6 separate regions of the Mus musculus genome follow, and all the other regions are linked to region 2. A link is a contact called in public HiChIP or PLAC-seq and promoter capture Hi-C data. All regions are on one chromosome and are shown on one strand. The core of a region is the stretch at or near the end of the contact, and the rest is flanking DNA. Distances in the headings are between cores, read along the strand shown. Region 1 holds the start of Alox12e (arachidonate lipoxygenase, epidermal). Region 2 holds the start of Pld2 (phospholipase D2). Region 3 has its middle 13 kb from the start of Gm12320. Region 4 has its middle 23 kb from the start of Scimp. Region 5 holds the start of Kif1c (kinesin family member 1C). Region 6 holds the start of Zfp3 (zinc finger protein 3).

The links. Promoter capture Hi-C pulls out the DNA fragments that hold promoters and counts their contacts. HiChIP or PLAC-seq counts read pairs in DNA pulled down with a chosen protein or histone mark. Capture Hi-C pulls out chosen DNA fragments and counts their contacts.
Region 1: a promoter capture Hi-C map of embryonic stem cells shows a contact between it and region 2. The contact joins the promoter of Alox12e here to the promoter of Pld2 in region 2. A contact is called at or near these places in 1 of 39 promoter capture datasets (embryonic stem cells), 1 of 115 datasets of contacts at active chromatin or transcription factors (bone marrow-derived macrophages) and 2 of 9 other capture datasets (adipose tissue and pancreatic islet).
Region 3: a promoter capture Hi-C map of liver shows a contact between it and region 2, with 2.5 times the contacts expected there. The contact joins the enhancer-like site here to the promoter of Pld2 in region 2. A contact is called at or near these places in 20 of 39 promoter capture datasets (the 3T3-L1 cell line, 3T3-L1-derived adipocytes, the C10 cell line and 12 more), 1 of 15 datasets of contacts at CTCF or cohesin (embryonic stem cells), 16 of 484 Hi-C or Micro-C datasets (the AML12 cell line, the MC38 cell line, bone marrow-derived macrophages and 10 more), 16 of 115 datasets of contacts at active chromatin or transcription factors (the 230-238 cell line, bone marrow-derived macrophages, craniofacial prominence and 11 more) and 3 of 9 other capture datasets (adipose tissue, liver and pancreatic islet).
Region 4: an H3K4me3 HiChIP or PLAC-seq map of bone marrow-derived macrophages shows a contact between it and region 2, with 2.4 times the contacts expected there. The contact joins the enhancer-like site here to the promoter of Pld2 in region 2. A contact is called at or near these places in 4 of 39 promoter capture datasets (the HPC-7 cell line, embryonic stem cells and liver), 2 of 484 Hi-C or Micro-C datasets (bone marrow-derived macrophages and nephron progenitors), 5 of 115 datasets of contacts at active chromatin or transcription factors (the 230-238 cell line, bone marrow-derived macrophages, embryonic stem cells and 1 more) and 2 of 9 other capture datasets (adipose tissue and liver).
Region 5: a promoter capture Hi-C map of liver shows a contact between it and region 2. The contact joins the promoter of Kif1c here to the promoter of Pld2 in region 2. A contact is called at or near these places in 11 of 39 promoter capture datasets (the C10 cell line, the HPC-7 cell line, cranial neural crest and 8 more), 3 of 484 Hi-C or Micro-C datasets (bone marrow-derived macrophages, embryonic stem cells and nephron progenitors), 10 of 115 datasets of contacts at active chromatin or transcription factors (bone marrow-derived macrophages, cardiomyocytes, embryonic stem cells and 6 more) and 3 of 9 other capture datasets (adipose tissue, liver and pancreatic islet).
Region 6: a promoter capture Hi-C map of neural stem cells shows a contact between it and region 2. The contact joins the promoter of Zfp3 here to the promoter of Pld2 in region 2. A contact is called at or near these places in 23 of 39 promoter capture datasets (the 3T3-L1 cell line, 3T3-L1-derived adipocytes, the C10 cell line and 14 more), 1 of 15 datasets of contacts at CTCF or cohesin (embryonic stem cells), 20 of 484 Hi-C or Micro-C datasets (the AML12 cell line, the G1E-ER4 cell line, the MC38 cell line and 10 more), 22 of 115 datasets of contacts at active chromatin or transcription factors (the 230-238 cell line, bone marrow-derived macrophages, cardiomyocytes and 11 more) and 4 of 9 other capture datasets (adipose tissue, embryonic stem cells, liver and 1 more).

Annotation. Positions count from the first base shown.
Region 1 is chr11:70,321,166-70,323,865 of GRCm38.p6, forward strand. Alox12e (arachidonate lipoxygenase, epidermal) reads right to left here and starts at 1,365. Exons shown (of 14, transcript NM_145684.2): 1 at 1,157-1,365; 2 at 520-721; 3 at 267-348; 4 at 63-185. The coding sequence starts at 1,291.
Region 2 is chr11:70,538,888-70,541,613 of GRCm38.p6, forward strand. Pld2 (phospholipase D2) reads left to right here and starts at 1,385. Exons shown (of 25, transcript NM_008876.3): 1 at 1,385-1,727; 2 at 1,958-2,067; 3 at 2,176-2,306; 4 at 2,410-2,552. The coding sequence starts at 1,959.
Region 3 is chr11:70,740,459-70,743,158 of GRCm38.p6, forward strand. No RefSeq gene overlaps it. Among named protein-coding and RNA genes, the nearest start is that of Gm12320, 13 kb to the right of the region's middle. Within about 2 kb of position 1,368, at least 5 of the 459 cell types and tissues checked have an H3K27ac peak or open chromatin away from gene starts, as enhancers often do. A contact at or near this core is called in intestinal villus epithelium and liver, where this site is marked.
Region 4 is chr11:70,788,161-70,790,860 of GRCm38.p6, forward strand. No RefSeq gene overlaps it. Among named protein-coding and RNA genes, the nearest start is that of Scimp, 23 kb to the right of the region's middle. Within about 2 kb of position 1,326, at least 82 of the 459 cell types and tissues checked have an H3K27ac peak or open chromatin away from gene starts, as enhancers often do. A contact at or near this core is called in bone marrow-derived macrophages, where this site is marked.
Region 5 is chr11:70,699,219-70,701,918 of GRCm38.p6, forward strand. Kif1c (kinesin family member 1C) reads left to right here and starts at 1,330. Exons shown (of 23, transcript NM_153103.2): 1 at 1,330-1,491. It overlaps Inca1 (inhibitor of CDK, cyclin A1 interacting protein 1), which reads right to left and starts at 937. Exons shown (of 7, transcript NM_001252484.1): 1 at 840-937.
Region 6 is chr11:70,763,148-70,765,901 of GRCm38.p6, forward strand. Zfp3 (zinc finger protein 3) reads left to right here and starts at 1,300. Exons shown (of 2, transcript NM_177565.3): 1 at 1,300-1,402.

The DNA.
Region 1 (2,700 bases), core at 115-2,614, 220 kb before region 2:
ATCAAGAAAGAGCCCACCTTACAGCTTAAGGCGAAACTGCGCAAACTCAACCAAGTACTCACTCTTTGACCAGAGAGAGGGAAAAATCTAAATCCTTATCCTTCATGAATCTCTGGTTCCGGGGGAGGTCCCGTTCAGTACTCCCTGCTATAGGCAGGATTAATCCCTCCTTCCAGGAGCCCCACCTGGGGAACAGATACGGAGCCTTACGTGAGACAGTGGGTTTGGAGGCTCTAGAGGGCGATCGACAGTTTTCTTGAACTCACCGATACACATTCCTTCTGTTCTCCAGCTCCTGCTCTCGATACTTCCTAAACAGGTTCTGAGTGTCATCAGTTACCTTCAGGGCTGGAAGAAGCAGACACAAAAGTGTGTCCTCTTAGGGCACCGCTCTGTGCCCTCCATCTCATCCTTTCTCGTCTCCCCCGCTCCCCTCTATCTCTAATCTTTTCTGTAATTTATTTCATAACAAGCCCAACGACCTCCTGCATCCTTCAGCGGCACCGCCAGAGTCCTCACCAGTGCCCTCGGTTAGGCAGATAGTCTCCTTGCCCTGCACCCAACTGTAGCAGGGGAAAAAGGCTTCTCCTTGGGTCCCAGGGCCCTGCACAGTGATGCTCTTGCAGAACCAGTCAGAATCCAATAGGCCTTTCTGTTTGCGCAGCTTCACCGCCAGGAGGCGCCCTAGATGCAAGGGGACGTCGACCTCCAGCTCTGTCTTCTGTGGGATAGGACACAGCTCCTAAGCAAGTCTGGGGTCCTCCGTGTGGGCAGCAGTGTCAGTGAGCCCTCGGAGAAGCTTGGCTTTGGCTCCAATTGCCCTTCTAAGAAGCACTCAAGGAAAGAGACCTGAACCGAGTGGCGTCGAGGAAGGAGCGGGGCGCTCTGCTGGGCTCCAGGCTCCTCTGTGCACCTGCAGCGCTCCCCAGTGTTGTCTCATCCCCGCCCCCTCTTTCTGCCCAGCCCCTCTCTCCTATTCCTTTCTCTGTCCCCTTTTCTCGCAGCCAGCCCACCTGCGCCTGCTATCACTCCCGGATCACCTTCTCAGTGGTTCTCTGGGATCAGGCTTCCTCCCCTCCCCACAGTTCCCAGAACCCCTGCAGAGTCTCAGATCCCCGGTTCTCCGCGAGAGCCCCACGTAGTGGCCGGCACTCACCCTTCCCAGCAGTGGCCGCAGCTGCTTCCCAAGGTCCGCCTCTCCATGCTCGCCCACCAGCCACAGATGCACCAGGTTGGCGGAGCCCGCAAAAACCGAGTCTCCAGTGGCTACGAGGATCTTGTACTTGACCATCTCGGCTGATCCTCTAGAGGGACCTGGGGGGAAACTGCTCTTAAGAGGATCTGAGAGGCTGCCTCCAGAGAGTCACACCTAGACCAGAGTTTGGTGTATTTGAATTGCCCCCGCCCACTCAGGTCCCTCCCCAACTAAGGAGCAGGTATCTGATTCTCACCTTCACTGTCTCTAGATGGTTTGCCAGCAGTTTCCAAAAATGCATCCCTACCTTGTTTTCTTGGCAAGGGCTTCATGCCCAGCCCTGAGCTAAGCACATCAGCTAGCTAAGTCTCACGCCCACCCAATTTTAGTGGAAAAAAAAAGCGCAGCAGGCAGTGATGACAGCAGTAGAAAGGCTTTGGGTGGGGCGCGCTTTTCCGTGGAAGTGAGCTTAGCATCTTGGCAAGGACCAAAGAGTTTTGTTGTTGTTTTTGTTGAGGACAGGTGCAGTAGAGGTGTTCATTGTTCAAACTGGAGAGCCCGAGGAGGGAGTTTGGAATTTCCCTATAGTCTGGAAGTTTCCATTGGACCTCCCTGAAACCTGATCTTTGAAGACAAAGCTTTAGGCTGAGCACCCATACTGTGGACAAACTGCAGGGAAGGGGACAGGGAAAGGAACAGGAGAGAGGACTCTCTTCAGGACTAAGTCTTCCCACCACATCTCCCAGAGTTCGGCCCCCCTTCCTCCTCAGAGCGAGTACAGGGGTATACCTCTCTGTCCTGTGACACTCCTGCCTCTGTCCAGGTGCTCCTGTGCTCCTGTGGACAAAAGTCCCTGAATCCACAATGGATTTTGCTTAAGAGCTAACTACTTAACTAACTGATCCCTTGCCTCGTGGTCGAAGAGTCCGTCAAAACATGCGGCTGAGAGCCGGGCGTGGTGCACGCCTTTAATCCCAGCACTCGGGAGGCAGAGGCAGGCGGATTTCTGAGTTCGAGGCCAGCCTGGTCTACAAAGTGAGTGCCAGGATAGCCAGGGCTTCACAGAGAAACCCTGTCTCGAAAAAAACAAAAACAAAAACAAAAACAACAAAACAAAACAAAACAAAACAAAAAAACATGCGACTGAGACCTGAATCTAAAAGTATAGATGTACTTTCTCAGACAAACGGGGGGGGGGGGGGGGGGAGGACACGGACTTGCCATTAGTTTATAGTGGAGCGGGTGCTTGAAGGATCTTGCAGAACAAACACTAAATGCAACTTGTCTAGTTCTTTACCAGTTTTCCCTCAGCCTTTCTTGTTGTTTGTTTTTGGAGACAGGCCCAACCCCTTTCTTGTGTTCCTTTCACTCCAGGACCCCTGCAGAGTCCCAGGTCCCCAGGTCTCTGTGAGCCCAGTTGTGGTCCTGCACTCGCCCTTCCCAGGAGAGCTGAGACAGCCCTGGTTGTCCTGGAACTCACTCTGTAGACCAGGCTGGTCTTGAAC
Region 2 (2,726 bases), core at 135-2,634:
GCCAGCCCCAATTAAATGTTGTCCTTATGAGGGTTGCCTTTCATGGTGTCTGTTCACAGCAGTAAAACCCTAACTAAGACAATAGGAAATACAGTTAACGCTGTTAATATTCAGAGATGTACAATTAAGACTGCAGTGGTAAACCTTTCAGACCACTCTAATGGATAACAGGAAGGATCTATGGAATTGAATGTGCACCGTGCTATGGAGCAGCTACAACAGAAGTACCATACACTGGTTTTTAGAAATATAAAATAGAAGAGCCATTTTGGAAAGTTTTTGTATTTAATTGTTTTCTCTATTTTGGCTTTGTGTGTATAAATGTTTTGTGTGTGCAGTGGCCACAGAGGCAAGAAGAGAACATCAGATCCCCTGGGGACTGCTTGGTGAGCAGCCATGTGGGTGCTAGGAATCAGACTCAGGTCCTCAGCTCATGCACAGAGCCATCTCTCCAGCCCCGGGGTTTGTTTTTTCAGCAGTGTTTTGCTGTGTAGCCTCAGCTGGTCTCAATGCCCAAGCTTCACAATACTCTCTCCAATTCTCTGTGCTGCTGAGCTACAAACTGCCAAGCCCAGACCTCGACAGCAAACAGTAAGTTAAACATACACTTATATGACCCAGTAGTTCCACTCTAGTTGTTTACAGAAGAGGAATTAAAATAATAAGTCCACAAAAATGACTGGCACATAAATGTTTATTGGAGGTTCATTTCCAGTGAACAAAACCTAAAACAATTCAAATGATGATTCAGCGGAAATTTGGAAGGGAAAAAAAGGACAGCCTTTAGGATCTGGGGAAAAAAAGTTTTTTCCAGACTGAAATTTACAGGCGATTAGGTTCCAGGTTCCGAAATTGGTCTGTTATTGTCGCTCAGTGTCGGGCTAATCACTCCTGCGTTAAAAGAGCGTTTCAAGAATGAAGAATGCGATTTCTCATACAGCAACGAACTTGGCAGTCACTCGGCTTTTTATGCTCTTATTACCTTCCATCAACAAAGGCTATCTGTACCGGGCCCACCAAGGGGACATCTGCAGGTCCTCGCAACCCAGGCCGTTCTGCCCGGATTCCAGGCAGTGCTGGGGACCAGACTACCCAATGGCCGCGCGCGCGCGCGCGCGCAGTAGAGGAATGTGCACTACGTGGATCGCACACTGGGGGGTGCTGGACATAGCCAGCAGGTGCCCCGAGGGCAGCTGGAGGAAGAAGACAGCCCTGGGGAGTGGGCGGCCTCCGGAGTGGGCGGCCCGGGCCCGGGCGTCTCTAACGCAGGGCGGGCAGAGGACGGCGGGGGCGGGACCCAGTCGACGCGACAGTCGTGGAGGTGAGCCCTGGGGGCCTTCCCGCCCCCCGAGGGCAGGCTCTGAACCCCGGCCCCGCCCCGGCCCTCTGGGGTGTAGGCTCCTGGCTGAGTTCTGCCTGCTTGCGAACCCGCACGGGCGCCGGGGTCCGCATCCAGGGTGCGGGGGCCCGGGACGTGGCGCGGCTGAGGTCCGGAGCCCCGGGAACCGGGCGGGGACGCTGTCGGGCTGGAGCTGCAACGGCCTTCTGACTCAGCCGCTCGTCCAGATTTCGGGATCTCTCTCCTGGGCGGGGAGCGCGCAACTTCCTCATTCCCGCCCGGACCCTTGCTTCCAGCCAGTCTGACCTGACTTCGAGCCTCGCTGTCACCAGGGCTCCTCCCTTGGACTTAACCTCGCCCCAGTTCGAGGCCATCCCACCTTAGCTAGGTGCTTTTTTGGACCTGAATTTGGAATGAGAAGCGGGGCTGAGAGGCTCTGGTTGAAGGCTGGGGGAGGGAATGGAGGTTGCAGGGGTGGGTGTTAGAGGGGCGTCGGTCTACAACCCTAGACGTTGAGAGTCACTGAGTAAGACGGGAGAGGACCGACCGGGGGCGTTGGATGGGGAAGGGGTGTTTCTGTAGGGCGAGTCCCTTCCTGAGGCTTCCTCATATTCCTAGGATGACTGTAACCCAGAAGAACCTCTTTCCCTATGGGGACTATCTGAACTCCAGCCAGTTGCACATGGAGCCAGATGAGGTTGACACTCTGAGGGAAGGAGAGGATCCAGGTATAGAGGGAGATGGCTCCCAGAGAGGGGAGATAGGGATCTGAGGCCTCCTGAGATCTTTACACCCTTGGGTTGTTTTGTTTTTGTTTTGCTTTTTTCCCCTCCCAGCTGATCGAATGCATCCCTATCTGGCCATCTATGACCTTCAGCCTCTGAAAGCACACCCCTTGGTGTTCGCCCCTGGGGTCCCTGTTATAGCCCAGGTGGTGGGCACCGAAAGATACACCAGCGGATCCAAGGTCAGTCACCAGCGGATACCAGGGAAGGCGAGAGAGGGAGTCCTGGCCCAAGTGGAGGCCTGGGTTGGGCCAGAAGACATATTTTAGATTTTCATATCCCCAGGTGGGAACCTGTACTCTATATTCTGTTCGCTTGACGCATGGTGACTTTACCTGGACAACCAAGAAGAAGTTCCGACACTTTCAGGAGCTGCATCGGGACCTCCAGAGACACAAAGTCTTGATGAGTCTGCTCCCTTTGGCTCGGTGAGTAGAACTCGGTTGCTTCCCGTGAAAGGCAGGTACTTCTCACCCCATGGCAGCCTCACTCACTCCTGTCTGTCTGACTCTTATCCCCTGGGCATTTTCCTTCCTCAGCTCTGTGCCGTGCCCCCTCCCTTGTCCCTGGTTCCCAGGAAACTTTCCCTGCTTGGATCTCCT
Region 3 (2,700 bases), core at 118-2,617, 200 kb after region 2:
CCCAGAACACAGCACTTCACAGCTCTCCTCCCTGGCTGCCAGCTCTCGTGGGTTTTTTCCTTCCTCTATTGCAATATATTCTCTGAGCCTCAGTTGGGGACACTACAGATGTCTCATTTAGGGCTAAGCACACACAGCCACTTCTCAGCCCGTGGGACAGTTATGAGTCTCTGTGTTAACCGCTGTCCACTGCACAAAGATGCTCTTCTGACCAAGGTAAAGAGTAGCACAAATCTATTCCTATAAACACAAATATTTTGAAGGCTGTTTGACAACAGAAACATTTCGCAACGTAATAGTGGGCTCCCTGCTAGGACCTATGGTTTCCTAGCTCTGGGCTTTTGACCATGTTTATAGCATCAGGCATGAACTCCCTCCTATGAAGCAGGCCCTAAACTGCTTTCATATCCAGTCTGAAAGCAGTGGTGACCCCAGGACTGTCAAGCCATGATTGCACCAGTGGGCACATATTGTGCCATGTAGCGACCAGTGCCAGGTAAAACCATAGCGATCTCTTTTCCACCTGCAGCCTGGCAGCTTCTGGCAGGATAAAAGCCAGCCAGGGAGCGCAGGGAGGAATAGCCAGGTTGGTTTCAGATTGGTTTTTCTTTGTCCTGAAAACAAAGTGTACGGTGTGTTTAGCAATACTATCCATCGCAATATACGGTGGACAGCCAAGAGGAGTGACAGTAGCCCGAGTTGTTGGAGGGATTAAAGAGAGTGTTAAATTTTTATCTGTTTTGCTGTTGTTGTTATTTTATTTTATTTTATTTTATTTTATTTTATTTTATTTTATTTTATTTTTCTTTTGAGACAGGATCTTCCTGTGGCACAGGCTATCTAAAACTTTGTGGCAACTCTCCTGCCTCAGCTTCACAAAGGCTGGAATGATAGGTGTGACACAATGTACGCCTTCCGCACCTGCCTTTTTGTCTTATTATCTTTTTTCATTCCATAATAAGACCTCATTGGACAAATGGACCCTTTGCCAATCTTCCCCTGAGCCTAGAGTGACTTGCATTTGTTCTCTGACAGAGCCCTTCTTTGAAGTCCTCCTCACATCCCACTTTCTTTTTTTTTTTTTAATTTTTATTAGGTATTTTCCTCATTTACATTTCCAATGCTATCGCAAAAGTCCCCCATACCCTCCCCGCCACATCCCACTTTCTAAGTGAAGCCTTCTTCATCATCATTAGCAGATATGGGTGACAGTTCTCTTTCCTCCTCTAAACTCCCACAGAAAGAATTCCTAGGCCTCTCGTAGGAAGCCATATTGTTCGGCTTTGCTGTTTACATATGAGCTATTGGCTGTCCTCTGAGAGCAAAGACCATATTTATTTGTGTAGTGCCCTTATTGCCTAATTTATGGCAGATGTTCAACTGTCTGTTGACTGAAAGAATGACTCCATTTGTATCAGGAAAGCACAGTGACCAGAGGCATAGACTCTGGGTTTCTTGCTAGAGCTGTGACTATGGACAAATGACTTGACTTTTCTGTGACAAAGTTTTCATAATGGTAAATAGAGATATGGGGACCTGCTTCAAGGTAGCAGTGGTCACTTAGCCCTGAGCTTAGCGCTTACGCATTTCATCTGCTCCACGGACAGAATGTGTTTGAGCAGCAATCGCTGTCCTCAGCCCTGAGACATTGCAAGTTCCGAGATTCTTTTCCTCTCTGAATTAGATTTCATCGTCCTCGTCTGAATCTTCCCTGACAGAGCCAGGACTGCTGAAATCCTTCCAGAAAGCTTTTATTATCCTCAGTATTTTTGTGTGTGTATGTGTGAGTGCCTGTGTGTGTGCCTGTACATCCTGGTGTCCACAGAGACCGGAAGCGTGTGCCGTTGGCTTCCCTGGCTGGAGCTAGAGCAACAGATGGTTATGAGCCACCATGTGGTTACTGGGAACTCAATCTGGGTCCTCTGGAAGAGCAGTTGGTACTTTTAACCACCAAGCCACCTCTCTAGCCTTGCTAGTTTGTTTTTGAGACAGGGTCTTACTATGTAGCCCCGGCTGGCCTCTAGTTTGTGATTTTCCTGTCTCAGTGTCCAAAGTGCTAAGATTACAAGTGTTAAGCCACCAAGTCCATGGGGGGGGGGGTGTGTCATACATTTTTAAATTCCACAGGGTGAGATGAATTAGCTCCATATGAAAGCACATGAGGGGCTGATGAGAGAGGAAGGGGAAGGGAGGGTAAACAGGCAGGGCCACAGGCAGCGCAGGGGAGAGAAACACTTTCTCTAAGGATGTCACCCGCACTAGGGCTCTGAAGTTCAATGCTGTGGAATTCCTCTTTCGGTTTCCCCTGTTTCAAGGTTGCCAGCTACAAGGGCATCTCTTCCTGATGCCTATGCAGGCCTGCAGGGACAGACAGGGAGCACTCCTCAGTGCTTCCTTTCACAGCGGGGATGAGCTATAGGCACTCATCTTGAGTGTCTTCCCAGGCACAGGCCTGTGAGGTGGGTCGCCCTTCTGTGTGGGCCAGGATGGGATGGAGAGGAGGCTGTGGGAGCAAGCTGTGCATGCCATTTAAGGGCATGTATGTTGTTTCTGTTCTGACAAGCAAACAGTATAATTTTCTGGTGATGACTGGATACTTAGGTGGCTTTAAGGAGGGGGGGGCATATTCCCACTTTCTACTAAACTGTACAGTGCTGAGACACTGCAGGTGTCTCACACGTGGAAGGAGCAGGGGAAAGA
Region 4 (2,700 bases), core at 76-2,575, 250 kb after region 2:
AGTCCCTTAATTTTGTTTGTTTCATAAAGAAGACCAGACTGCAACTATTACCAAGGGCGCACCATGGAGGTACTGGAGAGATGACTCAGCAGTTATGAGCACTGACTTCCAGAGGTTCCGAGTTCAATCCCCACCAGCCACATGGAGGTCCACAGCTGTCTGTAGCTCCAGTCCCAGGGGACCTAACGCTGTCTTCTGAAGACACTGCACACATATGGTATGCATGCAGGCAAAACATCCATACATACAAAATAGATATAATTTTTAAAAAGGAGAAAACTATGGTTCTGTGATTTGAGGCATGAGTTTTCAAAACTGTTGAGGCAGCCATCCATGATCTGTTTCAAAATGATATGTCAGCACTATTGTGGTTACCATAGTTATCCAGGGAGTGAGCTCAGGATGGGCCCTACCTTCTTATTTCTGGACTCTTTTAAATCAGTGACTATGTAGCTGGTCACTTGGCTTGGGCTCTGCTGTGTGACTAGAATATACACTAAGGTCCTATGACGTCTTGATATGGTTAATGTTGTCACACAGATTGGCAGTAGAAAGCACAGTCTTAGTACATGAGCCTAGCTCAACTCACAACAAATTTATAAATGTCCAAAAACTTTTATTCTACTTTTTTGCTGGCAAATAAACTGGTTGTTATATTTCCCTGTGTGTTTGGCATTCAAAAATATATTTATTAAGTGCCTTCTGTGTGCGGGGGCTTATTATGGACACTGGGAAAATAGAAGCTCTCCCTTAAGGAGCCTCATATTCACATGGCTGCAACCCGGACTCATTTGAGAGAACAGCTTGAGAAAGGGTCTATCTCAGCTTGTGGTTCCAGTGAGTTCAGTTCATGGCTACCTGGCTTGTGTTTCTGGGCCCGTTGTGAGGCAGAACACGGAGGCCGTCTGAGTGCATAGGAGAAGTTTCTTCAGCACAGGGTAGCTAGGAAGCAGAAGGAAAGAGAGAAACAGACAAGAGAACCCCCAGGGCAGGACACAGCCCTTGACACACCCTGGCTACCGACTTCCTCCTGTTAGACCTCACCTTTTAATGTTTCTAGGCCCTCCCAAAATAGAACCACTAGCTGGACAACACATATCAACACATGGGCCTCCCAGTATAGGGAGAACAGAAAGTTTAGGGCCTGGAATTCATTCATTCATTCATCCATTCATTCATTCGATCATTGAGCATACTTACTGACCATCCTCAGCATGCTAGGAACAGGGAAAACAAGGAAGAAGAGAAGGCCTGTCTCTGCACTGGTGTTGCCTTTGTTCAACTGGAAATGAAAGTCACATGAGCAGATCGTTCCGGATATAAGAGTTATGAAGGGGAAGCACCTACAAAGGCCACCACCACATCGGGCCGGTGAGGAAAGCACAGTGCCTAAGATGCAAAGGAGGGGAGGAATATTGCGTATAGCAGGGACAAGAGAGACCACAGCAAAGGTACTTACAAGTAGAGGAAAAACACTGGGGAACATGGAGGTTGCCAGGAGGAGGTAGTGTGTGAAAAGTTAGCCAGTAATAAAATCCTGACAAATCTTGTAAGCCATATTTAAGAGTTTGGCCTCTGTCTGAGGCTAATAGGTAAAGATGAGCTTTTAGCAATGGGAAGAAGTATTCGGTTGCTCACTTTCAAAAATCACCAGCTGCCAATCAGTGTTTTGGAGTCTGAAATACCAGAGGCAGGACACTGGTTAGAGGTTCTTAAAGTTCTCTTTGGGAAGTGCTGGCCATGGGCTGACTGACCTCAGAGTGATGGAGACAGAGCTGATCTGACTGAGGCACAGTCAACAGGAGGTGGGGACACTGGCAATAAAGGATGCAAGAAAGGACCTAACTTCTGCCCTTAGCAAGGGAGGAAGTAATCTAGCACGAGAAGTCAGGGGTGGGGATGTGTCATCAGTTATCCATGGAATATGTTGAATTTGAGGATCCCGTGGGATAATCAGATGGAGGTGTCCTGCGGGCTCTGCAACCTGGAACTGGAAAAGAGGGGTTGAACTGGAGCCTGTGGTTGGGAAGTTGCTAGGGTAAAGGGGATGCTGAGCCCTGTGGTATTGGCAACATCACTCAGCAATGCTGAGAGGGAAAGAGGAAACAACAGCACCCCAGGAAAGATAGGATGGAAAAGTAAGGAATGACCACTAAAGATGTGATAGTGAAAGCTACAGAAGGGGCATTAAGCTCTGAACTCTCGTCTTGAGTACCCTGCTGGAGGGTGCTGGCTGGACACTTCCTGGGGCAATCTACTCTTCCTGGCACAGCCAACATACCCACTGCCAAAGAAAAGCTAGCTGGGGGCAGAAGTCAGAAGGCCACTTGAGTCCTCTGTTGATCATTAGAAATGGTGTCTGAAAACACAGGAAATAAACTTGTGTCAGAACTTGACTCTTTGATGGGTTTGGTCCACATTCTATAAATATCCTGGGGGTTGAGGTGTGAGTGGGTGGGGCAGCGTCACTTTCTCACCTTACAGACTCAAAGTGTCTGCGCATCACAAGAGCCCTCAGCTATAAAGACAAGTCATGGCTTCTAGGAGGTTCAGGGGTGGGTGGGGCCTGAGAGAAGGGAGACAGGCATCCTTAAGGTGTGGCCTACATAGGGATTGAGAGCTGGGAGGCTCCACACAATCAAACACCAAGACTATGATCCCTAGCAGTCTCTCAGCTTAGGGGTCTCAACCCCCTTAGGG
Region 5 (2,700 bases), core at 80-2,579, 160 kb after region 2:
AAGCAAAGGTTATCCAAAGAGTGAGCCAGGCATAGTTTTGCAATCCTGTGACCCCAGCATTCAGGCAGCTAACACAGGGTTGAGTGTTTAAGGCTAGCCTGGGGGTAGGGGTTACAAAGAGAGACCCAGTCCATCACAAAACAAAATCAAGGGCAGCTAAACTGAGCTGAGAAATGTTGAGGAAGATTAAAAGCAAAAGGAGTATCTTGAAGTGGCAGATGGTCGAGAGTTGGGCTGTTTAGTGTGAGATCTAAAAAATGGATATCCTGAATTCGTAGGGGGTCTAGAACTAAAGGAGCAATGAGGAATTTGGATGGCTGTGCCTGAGTGGGTGACCTAGATCTAAGGGGTTTAAGGCAGCCAGACGGAATGGATAGTTGACCAGGGGATAGTCAAGACCTTGGCAGCAAGATACAACTAAGAGGGTGGATGGGCATCTGAAAGGTGTCGCCCTGGCTGAGGAGCCTGGTGTTGGGGTAGCCTTACTGGGGGGGGGGGTGGGGGGTGGGGGGGTGGAGAACTAGGTCTAAAGGGGCCAAGGCGACCTCTGGCAGGAAGACTGGGGTCTATAGCCAAATCTTTGGTAATAGGCAGGAAGGCAAAACTGGGGTGGTGAGCTTAGGGACATGGGCAAACCAGGCTGGACAGGCAGGGGTCTCCTTCACCGGCCCTGAGAAGGCAACAGCGGCCTAAGAGGCCACCTGAGCCTGAGGGGCTGACTGGGGCTGACTGGGGCTGACGGGCTGAGGCGGCGGTCCGGGAGTCAAACCAGAAGGCTATCTGAGAAGAGAGCGTCCGTGCGGCTATGTCGGCGACGTCTCTGCATTTGGCCCCATCACCTGAGGCAACTGCGAAGCGAGTTCTGGAACCTCAGGTCGGGCAGGAAGGAGCAGCTCCGTAGTGAGCCCGGTCGCCCCACTTGCCTGGCTCGCCTGAAGGCCGGGCCTGAGGGGGACCGCCTCCTGGGCGTGGTCTGCCATTAAGCCCCGCCCCCTAGGCGCGCCTCTGACGGCGACGACGTGCGCGGCTCCGGCCTAAGTCCCCTCCTGCGTCCGACCTCGCCTTTCCCGACTCCTCAGGAGCGCTAGTTTTCCCACGTTCTGGTGATTTGCTTTCCCTTAGTGTCCGCAACTCAGTTTCCCTGTCTCTGCCCGGCGAGCCCTACTGTCAGAGTGCACTGCCCCTTTAACTAGAGTGACCCGGGTGGCTCCTTCCCGGGACAGCGCGTGCCCGCTCGCCCGTCCGCGCGCGCGCCCGTCCGTCCGTCCCCCGCCCCTCGCTCCCGCCCCAGCTCGCGCTGCCCGGGCGGGCGCCGGCCGCTGGCGCCGCTTCTGCTGCCGCCCCCGGGGCGCGATCCGCCGCCCGCCGCCCGGGGACCCGGCGAGGGGCGGGGGCAGCCCCGAACTGGCCCCCGGTCTCTCCCTCGCCGGTCTTAGGCATCCCAGAAAGTTTGTCCCTTTGCTCTCCGCCGGGGAGTCCTGCCGCGACGAGGTGAGAGCCGGTGGGGGGCAGGGAGGGGACGCCCGCGGAGGAATGCGCTGTGGGGCGGGGAGCCGGAGTTCCGAGGTCCCGATTGCACGACCCGGCCAAGCGGGCTAGGCGCGAGAGCTCGGATCATGTGCTATTTATCCCGCGGAGGCGCAGAGAGGTGCCAGGCCCCGGGCAGCCGTCGGTTGGCTGGACTGGAGGACCAGGAACTCATGGCCGCCCAGAGAGGACAGGCGGGGGCTTGTTGGAGACCTGCCAGTGGGCAAGGTGCAGGTGACCCGAGACCCCCTTTGGAGTCGGTCTGCCCCACCTAGCCTCCTCCCCAGTGCGCCTTTAAAGCAGGACCTGCAGACCCTGCACCTACTCCCTATATCTTTACCCCGCTGTACCCTATTCTTGCCACCCAATTCCTTGTTTTCTTAGCTTCGGACGAGTCATATTGCCTGTCCACCCTGGTGCCCTTCCCTCCCCTAGTTAGGGTTTTGGGGGTCAGGACTAGTCTTCCTGAGCCAGTCTCTGTGATTTCGGCTACTCCCTTCCTGTGGTGGGATAAACCAGCCCCTTCACTCCTCCCCTGCTCTGCCTAGGAAGGCTGGGGAGGTGAGGCCCAAATAGCATGACAGAAATTGGCGGTCTTTGGGGGCTACAGGTGGGAGTGCAGCATCGTTGATCTCTTTCTTTTTTTCTTTTTCTTTTTGAAGTCTTCACCCTGCTATCCGTGGGCGTGGGCTGCTTAGACTCTCCTCCTAGGGTGTGGGCACCCGGATCACCCACATTCCTAGGCTGCAGCCTGGCACTTTCCCCAGGCTAGTGGACGCCATAGCACTAGCCCCAGGTTGGGTTAGGACCAACCTGTTTCCTTTTCCCTTGGCTTTCCTTTCATGAAGCCCCCCTCCTTGGGTGTAGCCCCCCCCCTGAAGATACAGGTATTCTGGGTCTCCCTGCGAGGAGTCCTGGGGGGGGTGTTGATATTATGCATACAGGATGACCCCACCCTCCCCTGCCCATTGTCCTGGATCCTGAGGAGGAAGTACTGGGGGCTGGGCAAGGGGTTTGGGGATCACCAGCAGGCCCTGTGAGTCCTTGTTACAGGCTGTTCCACTAGCCCTTGGACTTTGCCAATCAGTAGTGGCCCTGCCTCGTGTGGGGGTTGTCAGCTCTATGTGAGAATTGCCGACCCTGGAGAAGAATTACAGATTCCAGTTTTATGAC
Region 6 (2,754 bases), core at 50-2,549, 220 kb after region 2:
CCCCATCTCTCCCTTTGGGAATAGTCATGTGTATTCTGCACTGTTATATTTTGGAGCATCGGGATTACAGTTGCTCATGGGCTCTGGGGATTCGAACTCAGGTCCTTCCACTGCATGGCAAGTGCTTTAACTCCATGAGTCATCTCCCCAGCCCTTACCTCAGAACTAGTTACTCAAAACTAGTTACCCCCCCTGCCTTTTCTTCAAATGTCTTGTTTTTATTTCATTTATTTATTTTGTTTAACAGTACTAGGGGTTGAATTTAGGGCCTACCTAGCACATTCCAGGCAAGTGCTCGACCTCTAAGCCACACCCCCAGCCTCCTTTGCCTTTTCTCGGTTCAGATCTCCTTGTTTAGGTCTATTACAAAGACCATGGCTTCAGAAAAGACCTGATTCCTTACAAATGTTGCTTCAAACTGCACCACCTTCCCAGATAGCAACTGGAAGGAAGGACTGTTCAGTCTTATTTGTATCTAATGTTCACCTCTGGACCAGTCAGAAGGAAGGGGATAATGTGATTAGTCAAGCCAGGGCCACCACTGAGCATAATTAATTCAAGGCCAGTCCTAACTGCCTCAACCTCTCCCTCCCCCACACAGAGATCTACTTCACTGGGCTTGGTTGCTCACTTCAGCAGTTGGAAGGCTGAGGCAGGAGGATCACCACATTCATAGTCACATACGTGCTGTGCTAAAAGACCAAATTTATTCAAGAAGAGAGAAAGGCCAGCAAATAGTGCAGTTCCCATTGCCTGCGGAAAACGGAAATCACACTCAACCTTGAGTTTTTTGTCAAAGCATCACTCCCTGAAGCCTTCCTGACCTCAAAGCAGGCCTCCCCTCCCCCCTCGCTCCTAGAAGATGACAGGCGCACCCTAAATCTAGGAACCGGAGTTGACAGACTCTTGGAAAGCGGGAGGTGAGGCACAAACGCGGCTGCTCGACACGTCCCCGCGGGAAGCGTGGCGGAGTTTCGAGTTTTCCAGCCCACGGAAACGTCAGGGGCGCGCAGAGCGGCTGCTGCGGGGCGGAAGTGCATCCCCGGGGCCCGTCTAGGAAACCGGGAGGACCCTGCGCGTCAGTGGTCAAGGGACACAGTGGGTTTCGCGAGGTGCATGGGACATTCCAGCTAGCCGACCGGCCCTGTCCGACCGGGCGAAGATGGGGTGAATGTGGGCGAGAACGGCAGACGGGAAAGCTGAGACGGGCATGGGGGCGTGGGCTCGCTGGCCACCTGTTCCTCCCGCGAGTGCGGCTCGCGCGGATTGGCCGCAGTGCGCCCGGTACCGGAAGTGGCCGGCGTGGGTCGCCCGTGACACCAGACAACAGCTGCGGTTCTGTGCGCGCCGCGGTGCAGCGCCTCGGGCCCGGCGGAGGGAGCGTGGGCGGCATCCGCCAGCGGTGAGGCCTCTCTGGTTCCGTCGTGCCCGGGGGAGGAGGGCGCGGGGCTCCCGGCCTGGAGCTGGAGTTCTGACTGTAGGCCCGCCCCTGACTCGGGTTTGCTGTGTGACCTTGGACTTTATGGCATCGGGGGCTCCTACTCATTTGCACACGGAGAGGGTGGAGCCTGGGCACTGTCAGGGGCCCGATCCTAATTCTGCTTGCAGGCCTTGTCAGCCAGGGAAACTGGAGAAGCAGGCTCCGACACGGGCATGCCAAAGACCTATGCCTATTTTTCTTCTCTCTCTCTCTCTCTCTCATTTCATTCTCTAAGTATACTGCTAGAACGAATAGCAGGCAAAAATTGGGGGCCCCGTGGCATGTTGTGACCTGTGCTGGCAGGCAGGACATTGGCTTACTAAGGTTAAAGAAAGATGATAGAATTGGGACTAAAGAGAAGACACAGTAGTTCTTGCTGCTCTTCCAGAAGACCCTAGTTTGGTTCCCAGAACTCAAATCAGGCGCCTCGTATCATCTGTAACTCATGTGCACACACATCTATAACTCTGTAGCAACACACAACTACACATAGTTAAGAATAATAATAATAATCATAAATGAGACTGAATTGAGCACAGAATTGACAGAGTTCCCTTGATCCTGGATACCAAAGGAGGAAGATAAATAGTGTCTTGGGAGAAAGAACTTTTCTTGTTGTTGCCTTAGTTTGACTTTTTTTTTTTTTTTTGAGATAGGGTCTCCCTACATATCTCTGGCTAGTCTTGAACTCACTAGGTAGATCAGGTTGACTTAAGACTTTCAGAGATCCATCTGCTTCTGTCTTCCATGTGCTGATATTAAAGGTGTGGGTCATCGTGCTCGGCTAAGAACTTATTTTTATAAAACGTTGATACCAGTTATCTGTCAGACACTGCTCTGGTCTCTTTAGGGACAATGGTGAATGGAATCTTCAATTAACCTTTAAAACAACTGCAGACATTCACCCAGATAGCTCAGAAACCTCACTTAATGTTTTCCAGGTATCAGAAATGTGCTAAGCACTGAGGTTAACAAGATGAGTAGAATGTCATCCTTGGTCACATTGTAGAACAGTGGTGCTCAGCCTGTGAGGTGCAACCCCTCTGAGACTTGAATATCCCCTTTACAATATATACACTACCACTCGTAATGGCAAAATTATAATTATGAAGACGCAATGAAAATAATTTTATGGTCGGAGGTCACCACAACGTGTGTACTATGGGGTTGAAGTGGCACTAGGAAGGTTGAGAACCGCTGCCCTAGAGAAAAGCAAATGCATAATGCGGTGGCATGATGTCTGCATGAAGAAGTAACGCTTGTTGGGGCCTGCA